Linked DNA regions of Anser cygnoides: region 1 is linked to region 2. Evidence: chromatin contacts called from public Hi-C data. All regions are on one chromosome and are shown on one strand. Each heading gives the region's core, a stretch centred on a gene start, on an enhancer-like site or on the middle of the called end of the contact. The rest is flanking DNA. Distances are from core to core; before and after follow the strand shown. Region 1 holds the start of GPR153 (G protein-coupled receptor 153). Region 2 holds the start of C23H1orf174 (chromosome 23 C1orf174 homolog).

Region 1 (5,887 bases), core at 2,559-5,058, 410 kb after region 2:
GTCCCGTAACGCACAGCCTGTAACACACAGCACGGCCCATTCTGTCCCGTAACGCACAGCCTGTAACGCACGGCACGGCCCGTTCTGTCCCGTAACGCACAGCCTGTAACGCACGGCACGGCCCGTTCTGTCCCGTGCTGTTCAGTCCTGTTCTGTGCCATAACGCCCAGCCCACTCTGTCCAGTAACAGCCATCCTGTGTCCCGTCCCGTCCTGTCCTGTCCGGGCCCTACGAGGCCGATCCGATGGACCCTGAGAGGAACGTGACGTATCCCGAGGAGGCTGATGGCGAGCTGAGGAGGCTGCTGCTGCTGCCCCGGCCGCCGTCCCCAAGGCCTGGCCGCAGCGCCCGGCCCCCGCAGCACTCGGCGGGCCGCGGGGCGAAGAGCCGCGCCGGGTCCTCGGGGGCCAGCCGCGGCCCGGGGACAGCGAGGGCACCCGGCGGGCCCGGCAGTGCCCGGGGCTCATGCTGGAGGGTGGCCAGCGGGAAGGCGGACAGCAGGCTGGCCTGCTGCGGTGCGGCCACAGGCAGCAGGGCCACCGAGGCCGAGCGCCCCGGGCTCCCGGCGGCCCCTTCCTCGCCACCAAGGCCACGGAGGTCAGCCAGGCGCAGGCCCTCTCCGGGGACGTGCAGCAGGGAGGCCAGGCTGTCGGCGGAGCGGCGCCGGTGGCGGTAGGCGAGCTGCTCCTCGGGGCAGGGGATGAAGCCATGGCGGGGCCGGTCGTGGCGGGGGGCCAGGAGCCTTGCCAGCCCCGCCGCCTCCCCGCCAGCCCCCCAGCGCTGCAGGTAGGCCGCGACCTGGCTGCTGGTCCACAGGTCCGTCTCGTCGTGGGAGAACCGCCGCAGCGGGGGCACCTGCGGGGCAGCGCCGTCAGTGCCGGGTGCTGCGGCCCCGCCGCCCCGCCCGCGGGCAGCCCCTTACCTGCAGGTACTGCATGCGGTCCCCCGGCTCCGTCCTGGCGGGGCTCACTGGGGGCAGGCCCCGCTCCAGCGCCGAGAAGTCACGCGTGGCAACAGGGTCCAGCGCCAGGACCTCGGCCGCGCAGCCATACTCGTAGGGGCGGTCATACACCAGCTCGCCAGCCGCAGCACCCTCCAGGCTGCTTTCTGTCAGGAACGGGTCCGCTGTCATTTTGGGCAACCCCTGTCCCCAGCATGCGCCCCTCCCCGCCACGCACCCCACCTTCATCCCCGTCGTCGCTGGCCAGGACAGCGCGGCACTTCTCGCAGACGGTGCGCGGGTCGGCACGGTAGCGGTCACAGGCCCAGAGGAAGAGGGGCAGGAGCAGGGACTGTGCCAGCGAGCACCAGATGAGGCACAGCACCATCCAGTCAGAGGAGGCGTCCGAGCGCAGGCTGGCGGCGCTCACCACCTGCGGCACCGGCACGTCACCAGCGGCCCCCGCACGCCCCCGCCCCGTCCCCGTGGCACTCACCAGCACCGGGAAGCCCATTAGGACATCGTAGATGAGGACGATGACGGTGACCAGGTAGGTGATCTGCAGGGAGGTCTTGATGGGCTCGGAGCCGTCGATGGAGGAGCGCCGCTTGCCCTGGGCATCCTCCACCACGATGGTGGGCACATGGAAGCGGTTCCTGCTGGCGTCGGGGCCCCGCCGTCCCCAGACGGTGTGGAAGAGGGCGATGGCAATGCAGACGGCGCCCACAGCCATGCTGCCCCCGATGAGGAGCAGGAAGCAGACGCCGAAGCCCAGGCCGATCTCCGTCACGACGAAGCGGCAATCCCTGGCGTAGAAGCGCTCGGTGGTGTCATGCCACCCTACTGCCGGCAGCGTGGAGAGGATGAAGGAGACCATCCAAATCCCCATCACAGTGTGAACAGCTTGCTTCCTGGTGTTGCTCAGCCTGGGGAGAGGGGGCAGAGCCCCCGACATGCTCAGCACAGTGGGGCCTGCGTGCCAGGGCTCTCAGCCCCTCCCCAGGTGCTGGCACAGCCACTGAAGCGTGCCCGGGGACGCAGCACGGGGCAGGCAAAGCCGCGGTACCTGTAGTTGACGGGCCAGCGGACCATCCACATGCGGTGGTAGGAGAGGGAGGTGACGGAGAAGCAGGTGACCAGCGTGAGGGTGTAGAAGGTGGAGACGAAGACCTTGCAGAGGCCCTCGTTCCACTCATAACCCGAGCGCCGCCGCCGGAGCTGCACCACCGCGTACGTGGTGATGGGGATGGCGGTGTTGAGGATGTGGGTCCCGGCCAGGGAGCACAGCAGGAACTCCAGCGGCTTCCACTTCTTCTGCTTGGCGCTGATGCTGAGGATGCCCCAGGCGTTGGCGAGCAGCGAGACCCCAGCGCACGCCAGCCAGGCTACCGCATTGCCGGGCAGCCGCTGCTCATCGCGCATGGTGGAGGGACGCGGCACCATTGGCGAGGCGCTGCGGGGCCGCAGCCGCAGGCATCCTAGGGCGCACCACGGTCCATCGAGGCTGGTTGGGGCGCCGCCGAGCCCAGCACCTGCAAGCGAGCGCAGGCTGTCAGCACCCCACGGGTGCCCCGTGGTGCCGCCGCGTCCCCACGCACGCTCGCCCGAGGGCCGTTCCCCACCAAGGATGTGCCTGAGGGCCTCCGGCACGGGCACGTTAGCGGGTGGAGAGGAGGCACCGCAGTCTCGCAGCTATAATTAGACTCCTCGGGAAGAAGCAGCAAGCTGGCAGCCACGGCGCTGCCGACACAACCTCCTCGCCCCCGGAGCGGGAAGCTGCCCACAGCCCCGTGCCGTGCCGGCCAGCGAGATGCTCGGGGGTCAGGGACCCCTCCTGCGGGGTCTGCCCACGGGGCACAGCCCCGCACAGCACCCACGAGCCGCATCACACGGCTGCCAAACGCCAGGAGCTATTCTGGGCTTCCCATTAAAAGACGAGGATTTTCTTTCTTAAAAATAACTACAGGAAAAACAGCCTCCGGAGCCTGCTGTGCTGCCGAGGGAAGCCCACGGCCCACGCGGACGGTGCCCCGGGGAAGCTCCCGGACACCCCGCGGATGCGGGGAGCTTCCCGGGGCTCCGGCCGTGCGGGCTGCGCAGGGGCTGCTCCTCCGCGGGAGACAGACCCCGCGTGGGCCTGCCCCCGGGGCGCTGCGCGGCGCGGGGGGCAGAGAGGAGGAGGGAAGAGGAGGCGGAGGAGGGGGAGAGACCCGCTCTTACGTAACCCCGGCCCCCCGCAGCCCCCCGCCGCGCGTCTCGGGAGGCGCCGGGCTGCGGGGGAGGCAGCGCGAAGCGCCCCGGGGGCTCGGCGGCCCCCGCCGTGCGGGACCCCCCGCGGACGGCCCGTCCTCGGCGGCGGCTCCACGGCCCGAAGCCCCGCGCTCGCCCCCGCCGCCCCGCTCCGCCCGCGGGGCTCGGCCTCCCCGGGCGCCCCGGAGCCGGGAGGCGCCGTCGGGCAGAGCCGGAGCTGCCTCCCCGGGGGCTGCCCGAGGGGCGCCGGCGCCGCCCCCCCCCGGCCCCGGCTCCCGCTGCCCCTCGCCCGCCCGCGGCCCCGCCGGTCCCGCCCGGTACCGGAGCGGCGCCCCGCGCTCCCCGGCGCGGCTCCTGCGCACCGCGCCCCCGGTTGCCCGACGGCGGGGGCAGCCCGGCGGCAGAAGGACGCCGCCGGTGCCGGTGCCGGTGCCGCCCCGCCCCTACCTGCCCGCCGCGGGCGCAGCGCCGCCCGGTTCCGCCCGTTCCGCCCGGTTCCGCCCGGTTCCGCCCGGTTCCGCCCGGTTCCGCGGCGCCGTGCCCCGCCGCGGGGCTGCCTCCCGCACCGAGCCGCGCCGCGCCGCGCCGAGCGCCCAGCCGGGGCCGCGGCGGGCGGCACAGCGCATGTCTCGGCACCGCCCGCGCGCGCACGGGCACGGGCACGGAGCGGGAGCGGGAGCGGGAGCGGACCCCGGCCCCCGCCCCCCCGAGCGTCCCCCGCAGCGCCCCCGGGGACCGCCACGGGGACGGGCGCGGCGACGGCGGCTTCGTCCCTGCACCCTGTCCGTTGGACGCCCCCCAACCCCCCCCGGCTCCCCCTCCCCGGGGGCCGCAGCCCCCTGCCCGGTTTTGCCACCGGCGTCCTGCGAGGCCACCCCCGGACCCCCCGCCCGGCGCAGGCAGCGGCTCCGGCCCCGCGGCCCCCTTGGGGAGACAAAGGGGAGCCGGCCCGGGGGTCCACCCCCCCCCCAGGGCAGAGGCAGGGGGCTGCGAGCCCCCCCGGGGATTACGGGGAGCGGGGAAATGTCAGCACGGAGCTGAACGCCCTCGGCAGCCGGCGCCGCTGCAGCTCAGAGCGAGGGTTTGGAATAAGCTCTTAAGCCAGCCGTGCCGCCGCTTCGGGAAAAAAGCGACACCCCCTTTATTTCAGTCAGAGATGACAGACTTTATTTATGTCACAGTATTCCTCAAATAACTTAGATGCGCACGGAGATACTACCTAGGGCTGTCAATGGAAGGGGCTGAGACATTCAATACAATACTCGGTCGCATTTATAGTCGCAAGTATCATAAATAAGCTTTGGTGTACATTTTTAGGACATACTGTAAGTTTAACACAGCTTCACAAAGACTCGGGGCCTCGTGCGCCCCTTGTGCTGCCACGTGCGTGCGCGCCACTGCAGTGCGGGCAGGAGTTTCACTGAGGGGATTAAACCCCCAAACCAGGGCTCTGGGGCTCACTGACAAACCGACGCAAACGCTCCCGAGAGCCAGGCAGATCCCAGAGGCTTTCTGGAGCATTTAAGCCGTTTAATACACGGGGCGAGGGCGGTAAACCCAGCAGCAGCTCGCTGGTGGCATCGCTGCGGCACCGCGGGCCAGGCTGCGGCGCACCCAGAACACCGGCTCTGCTCGAGCCCGCTCCTGCGGCACGGCACGGCGCAGCGGCAGCGCACGAGGCCCCGCACACGTAACACAACACGAATGGGAACTTGGAGGTTTGGCCGAGTGAATACTTGAGCAGCGCGCGGCTCTCCTGCGAGCGCTTTGGTCCGGGTCGGAGATCAGTGCTGGGCAGCCTGCTGCATCTGCGCCTGTCTCTTGGCTTTTGTTTGGAGGTATCTCCCCTTCCCTTCCTCGAAGCGCCTCTTCTCGTCCTCGGTTTCCGTCTGGCAGTAACCGAAAGAAAGCAAAGCCATGAACATTAGCTTAATTAGGATCTGAACGGGCAGATCTGATGCGTGGGCAAGTTTACACGGACTTCGTTCGATCAATAAGTTCAGTTCCCTTCCAGCTGTCGGCGGCGCCCACAGCACCGTCCGTGGGAGGTGCCGGATGGAGCCTGGCCACGTCCTGGGCGCCGCCGGCTGCTCCCGCTGCCCACGATGGGCACCACCCTCACCTCACGGCCCCTCGCTGCGACAGTTCCACGTTGTCCCACATCAGCCTTGCACCGTGTTCCATCCCCTCTGCCCCAGGCCATCCGTAGCCTCTGGACGCCACTCGGGTGTGGGAGCTCCTTTCACAGCCAAGGGACGCTCCCGCACCCGGAGATGACGCAGGGTTACCGCAAGGCACTTGCGGCAAGGCAGCCCCGAGGTCGCACCCTCACCACCAGCACTGCACCGCGTCGCGCTCCCAGAAGCTGCGGCCCCGGGCTGCTGGCCCCGTGCTGCCGCTCACCCCGAGCCCTGCAGCCACGTGCCCCGGGCGGGGGGCCCCAAGCGGCCCCCACCCCGCCAGCCACTGAGCCCCCAGCATGGATGCCCTTCAGGTTAGCTCGCAGCAGAGAGAAAAAAGAAATGCCATCGCTGCACACAGCGCGGCTCCCTCTGAGAGCTCGTTAAAGATGCATTACTCTGAGCTCCACTGGGACAATAGAGATTAATAATTAAATTACTGCCAGCAAGAAGATGCAACTCTGTCTGCTCTGCCTGGACTGCCTGCTCGGACAGGCAACGCAATCACAGCTGAAAA
Region 2 (5,477 bases), core at 2,555-5,054:
GAGTTGTGCTGAAAACCATGAATATACTATTAAAATATTAAGATTTTTCTGTGTTACAGAATTAGAGTAAAAATGAGCCAAGAACTATCGTTGACAGAAACAATGCATCAACTGGAGTGGGAATGTGAATAAATTAACATGTCATGCATATACAATTTGTTTGGCTTATGATTTTTGAATGTTTTAACATGCTATAGCTGTAGAAATTAATATTTATTTAAACCATCTGCTGACTATATTTTCTCTGTATTTTTAGAAATAGTTTCTACATTTATAACAATAAATATCTGGAAGCCTGTTGCATAATCACACTTTCAAAGTATTATCATAAACATTGGATGAGTTAGCAATTCCTGAAATCATCTGAGGTTGCTCATTATTTTCTAAAAATGCAGGCCAGAAATAATACATTTGGAGGACTGACCTACATCTCCTTAGCAATCAATATTCATTGGTCTATTGATAAAGTCCTACACTGAGAGGACTTTATTCTTCCTTTATCACCATCAATGCATTTGTTTACAAAACTTCATAACCCTTGGAAGTAAACTGAAAATACTGCACAAGTTGCATTACAAAACTACTAAAAAGAGCAACTCTTAAAGCTGATCTGATGGAAGAGGGATGCAGTCACCTTCATTCTATGTGGTGGTTGTTCAGAGAACTGAGGAGCAATACAAAGTTACTTAACATCCAGTGATTAAAAACACTGAACTTCTGTTGGCATACATGCATTGAGTTTTGCCAGCAGAACTGCATTTTAAAGGTTCAATTGTTTTTTTCAGATGAAAATAATGCAGTGCAACATCACTTACACAGCAGAGGCTGGTGTCCCTCTTTGAACTGTGTTAGCTGGTTGCTTTACTAGCTATAATGGCAGACATCGCAGAATTAAAAAGGACTGTGTTCTAAGATAATTTTTAGAAAGGAGGGAGAATAGGCCAAATGTTCCCTGTAAATATGAACTCAAGTTTATAACAAAATAATAAAAATTTGTGTTTTCCGTGCTTTATTATAAGTACTAGTGATAAAATGATAAATCATAATTTATTTTGAATTCACTGAAAATTCAAACTCTGCCCCAGAAAATTGTGGGAGAACACTGCATCTGACAATTCCAGAGAAACAAACTATACCTGTTCTCTGTTTTAAGAAAAGGCAAACGCTGACAAATCATGCTAGTGATACAGCCAACCACCATTACACCGTCAGAAAGAAAAAAGGTTTCTTTTGTTTTACAGTTTCTTGCTAGAGAACATCCTCTTCCTCCTCCTCATCTTCCTTTGCAATGAAATGTACCCTTCTGAATTCCCGCCTGCTCACTGTTGTGCTTGGGAGTGCAACTGCTGGCTGATCCTTTAAGAAAAAGGTAACATCATTACATCAAGTTGCTGCAAATAGCAGACCTCCTACATCTCCAGCAGTTCCCATTCTTCCACACCGATACACGAGGCATTGACACACACCTCTTCACTTGGAAGTGGTGGCATCCAATTAAACCCTTAGCTAAAGCATACGAGCTTGGAGGGGAGCCTGTCTGAATCAGCCAAGGCTCACGGTCGAAGTGAGGGCTGGAATTCCTTCTGCAGTCTTGAAAAGGATTCAGAGAGGGTTAAGCGCTCTACAAATGAATCCTTAGTACACCCACTAAACCATAAGTTGTCTCCCACTAAACACCAATCCTCATTAAACACCTGAAAGATGAAAGCATCATTTGTCCAAAAGTTTATAATGTTAAATGCAGACCAGAGATTCAAATTTACCCTGAGCATTCCAAAAGCAGAGATGGCCATAAACAAATTTCCATCCCAAAGATTTAAAATATTCATAGTTAAGAACCAGTGACCAATGAAAAACTGTTTTGAAAGGATAACATTCTTCCACCGTAGTACAGCTATGTATATCTTTGTGAGTAAAAAGGCTACCTTAGAGAACTGGAGTAATAAAATCTAACCAAGAAGGATTTTGCATCTGAAATAAACTCGGCTTGTCTCTGACAGAGACAAATCTTTCCATTTGGTGGACGGGGATATTTCTTCATCCGACTACCAACGCTGGTCAAGCTTGCTGACAATTTTGAGACTAATATTGAAACAGAACAGAACTGAGTCTATAAAAAGTGAACAGACTTTCACCATCTTACCTGTATAAAGTCAATGTTTCCAAAGAACCTGTCCACAGGCATTGGCTGGTTACTGTCTTCATCCAAGAAAGCACTGTTATCTAGTTCCGTCGGTTTCTTTGGGACATCTCCATCCTTCAAGCTAGACTCATCTGAAAGTACAGTCTCACAGCTGCTTTCCTCTTCACTGCTGACATGATTTTGCAGATTTTCATTGCTTTCTGTTTTTGAAGGAGCACTACTTGATTTCTCTGCAAATGGCTTCAAAGAAACATTATGCTCCTTTTCCTGTCTCTCTTCACTAGTCTCTGGAATGCTTTCACCTTTTTTCTGTTCAATTATATTACAGTCTCCTGAATCTTCTGAATGTGAATCCTCAGCAGATGTTTTCGGTGCTGCCTTCCTCACTGCAAGGTTCCCAGTCCCGCATGTACAACCTTCTACTTCTGATTTTACTAGACTGTTTTTTTCACATTTTAGCCTCTTTGAGGGTTGTCTGTCAGCTGCTTTGCGTGAAGACTGTTAGAAGAAAAATCAGATCGTGAAGCTATCAAAAAAAACCAACTAACTAAATAAATAAATCACCAGATCTCATTAGTTGCAAGGCTAGATGTGAAACTGAATGGCTCCATCAGGTGAGCAGCCAGTGTTTGTCAAGGAGCTGCAGCCCGATTCAAACCTGCAACACTCAGCAAAATTACTAGAAAATGCATGTAAAAAAGAGGAGCAGATAGGTTACACTAGACCACAATGTATAGCTCATCACCAACAGAAATCCTCTCAAAGCGTAAACTAGTGCAGGACGTGGCTAATCACCATCTTCATGTTTTCTTAGGGACGCTATAGATCATAATGAGCGTAACAGAACGAACTACCATCTGCTGGCAGAGCCTGCTGGCTGGGTAACAGCACACTGCACAGACTCGTTCCACAGTATTTCAAACAATTAATTATGAATCCAAAAATTAACTCTGTAGCACACAGCCCTACTCAGGCACTGTATTTTTGCACACACGTTTAATAAAGGTGGGAAAGGTGAAGCGTTCACGTAAGCTCTGTGGGTAAATCTGACACAGTGTCACTCAGCTGGCAGCTGTTTATAATTAGTCTCCCTGCAGTTCCTAGGGCAGATTTTAAGTCTTTTGGAAGCCACGGTTCGCAGAGCAGCCGTGTACACCACGCTGTACGTTCACACAGCCCACACCACGCACAGGAGCGAGCGGCAGCGATGGGGTCGATATTTCCTTACAATTAGCAACTTGCACGGGGGATTGAGGGGCTATTTCACCAACCATTAATTGCACAGAACTGCCCGAACGGTTACAACCCACGAAACCACGTGGAAAATTAAGTTATTTTACAAAGTGCAAGGCAAACTACATCTGTAGGAACCGCTCGCCAGCCGGAGCCGCACCACCGAACGCCGCCAGGAGGGCCAAGGTCTCCCCGAGCGGGCGCAGGGAGGCACGGCCGGCATCCAGAGGCCGCCCCGGAGGCTCCCCCCGCGCCCCGGGCCCGCAGCGCCCCTCACCTGGCGGCTCCTCCCGCGGCCGGCCCCACGCGAAGCCCCGGCTCCCGCCCGCCCCGCCGGGCCTCCAGCCGCCATCTTGGGGGAGGGGGCGTGAGGCCGCGGCCGCCATTTTGGGGCCGGGCCCCGGCCTCGGGCGGCCCCCGGGGCGGAGGGAGGGGGGCTCCGGGCCGGTATGGGGGGGTCACCACCACGGTACCCGGCTCAACGCAGCCCCGGGCTTTGCCCCCGGTCAGGGTGGTGTTAAAACCGGCCTTTGGCACACCAAAACCGAGGAGCTGGCGCCCCGCTCCTCCCCGGTGGGCTGCTGCCTGGGAAAAACAACGAGTTGTGCCCGCTGGCTGTGTGGGTTATAAACATTTCAGGTCTTGCACTTGCCAGTGTCTTGCATCTGGAACGGCACTAGCTTCGGTTTTAAGATGTGCGGTTGGGGACTTATTATGCAGATATGCCTCTCGGTTCGCTTCCACAGCCCTCAGGGAACAAATTATGTTAGTAACTCAAATCCCTCTTTAACTTCAAGGACTCTGACGATAGCAGATGAATTTCTGTGTAGCAAAGCAGCGAGACACCTAGATTTAAGTATGTAATTATCTTCACTCATTTTACTGGGGGAGGTAAGGTAGGATGCTCACCCGCTGCAGGGAATCGAAGGTCCAACGCTGCTGCAGGCAGGGTCCTCCTGGACCTTTTTATTTATTTATTTATTTATTTATTTATTGCAAGCCGTTAACATTTTCACTCATTTCAGATCCATACCACAATTCTCTAAGGTTTGAGGATGTTTCCTGTGCTCCTCAATCCAAGTCAGCAGACAAAATTCTTGTCCGTGCAACCTGCCCTTAAAAAACATGAGCGACAATTTGAATCTCAGAAATGTGGCAACAATGTACCTCTGAGAATATTCAGGTAAGACATTTTTTCTCAAAACCAGAACGTCTCCCAGTTAAGCTGCTGAGGTTCAGAGACATTCCTGATATGTTGTTTTGCAATTTCACTTAGTGCTCAGGGGTCTTCTGCGCTTTGTTCTGCGGCTAAGATAATTCATATTCTCCTCCAAAAGCATCAAGTCTTGCTCCACTCTCTCACAGTGTTGTTGCTTGCAGCCAAAGAATACAGATGATTGTTTTTATTATACAGTGAAAACTTATATTGTCTCGTAAACAGAAGAGGACTGGAGGTGGCTGCAGAGCAGCATTTCTGTTGCTGGAAAACTTGGTTGCTGCTTTAATTCCCCCCATGAACTGAAAATAGTAAGAAAAAAAGAATTTTGAGGATTTTAATAAATTCTTTCCATAACACTTTGCATTTCTCATTCTTTACGCTGCTTTGTAAAGTTGACATGCATGTTAGAGCGACGAGGGCAGTGGTGGCTCAGCCCCCTGCAGCCTGGCATGCTTCGGTGGCCCAGCACGGACACAGCCATACAGCAGGCAGAACCCGGGACTAACCCTTGCACCTCTGCCCAGATATGGATCCAGTCGTCTATTCTCCTTTTAAAATTCTTCTCTCTGACAGCGAAATAACACATGCCAGAGCACCGAGATGCTTTCTACAAGGGATGTCTTTCCCCTCTATCTTTCTGGGTGCCAGGCTCACCAGGGAGTGAGGGGATGCAGCACCTTGCACACACACATCCAGAATGCCAGGGCTTTTTGCAGAGCTCTTGTATTCTGGTCACTGCATTCTCTCCCCAACAATAACCTTACTTCATGAGAAAATGATGGCAATTTCACAACTGCAGATGTTGCATTTTCTGAAATACAGCTGATCCCTCTCTGAGAAAACATCCATCACACAGTGCAGAGAGCATCCCAGGAGAGGCAG

Evidence for each region. A called contact is a pair of places that touch in the nucleus more often than the background predicts.
Region 1: a Hi-C map of liver shows a contact between it and region 2, with 2.6 times the contacts expected there. The contact joins the promoter of GPR153 here to the promoter of C23H1orf174 in region 2. A contact is called at or near these places in 2 of 7 Hi-C or Micro-C datasets (both in liver).

The regions. Positions count from the first base shown.
Region 1 is chr23:8,035,775-8,041,661 of Taihu_goose_T2T_genome, forward strand. GPR153 (G protein-coupled receptor 153) reads right to left here and starts at 3,809. Exons shown (of 6, transcript XM_066982153.1): 1 at 3,638-3,809; 2 at 2,007-2,472; 3 at 1,437-1,866; 4 at 1,184-1,292; 5 at 923-1,107; 6 at 1-855. The coding sequence starts at 2,383. The coding sequence ends at 229. ACOT7 (acyl-CoA thioesterase 7) reads right to left here. Exons shown (of 9, transcript XM_066982164.1): 9 at 4,331-5,079. The coding sequence ends at 4,975. It overlaps ICMT (isoprenylcysteine carboxyl methyltransferase), which reads right to left and starts at 161. Exons shown (of 6, transcript XM_066982342.1): 1 at 115-161. The coding sequence starts at 161.
Region 2 is chr23:7,629,004-7,634,480 of Taihu_goose_T2T_genome, forward strand. C23H1orf174 (chromosome 23 C1orf174 homolog) reads right to left here and starts at 3,805. Exons shown (of 3, transcript XM_048067451.2): 1 at 3,654-3,805; 2 at 2,144-2,641; 3 at 1,029-1,356. The coding sequence starts at 3,728. The coding sequence ends at 1,249. It overlaps LOC136786883 (a long non-coding RNA gene), which reads left to right and starts at 3,799. Exons shown (of 3, transcript XR_010826426.1): 1 at 3,799-4,232; 2 at 4,402-4,559; 3 at 4,653-4,881. DFFB (DNA fragmentation factor subunit beta) reads left to right here. Exons shown (of 7, transcript XM_048067447.2): 7 at 1-155.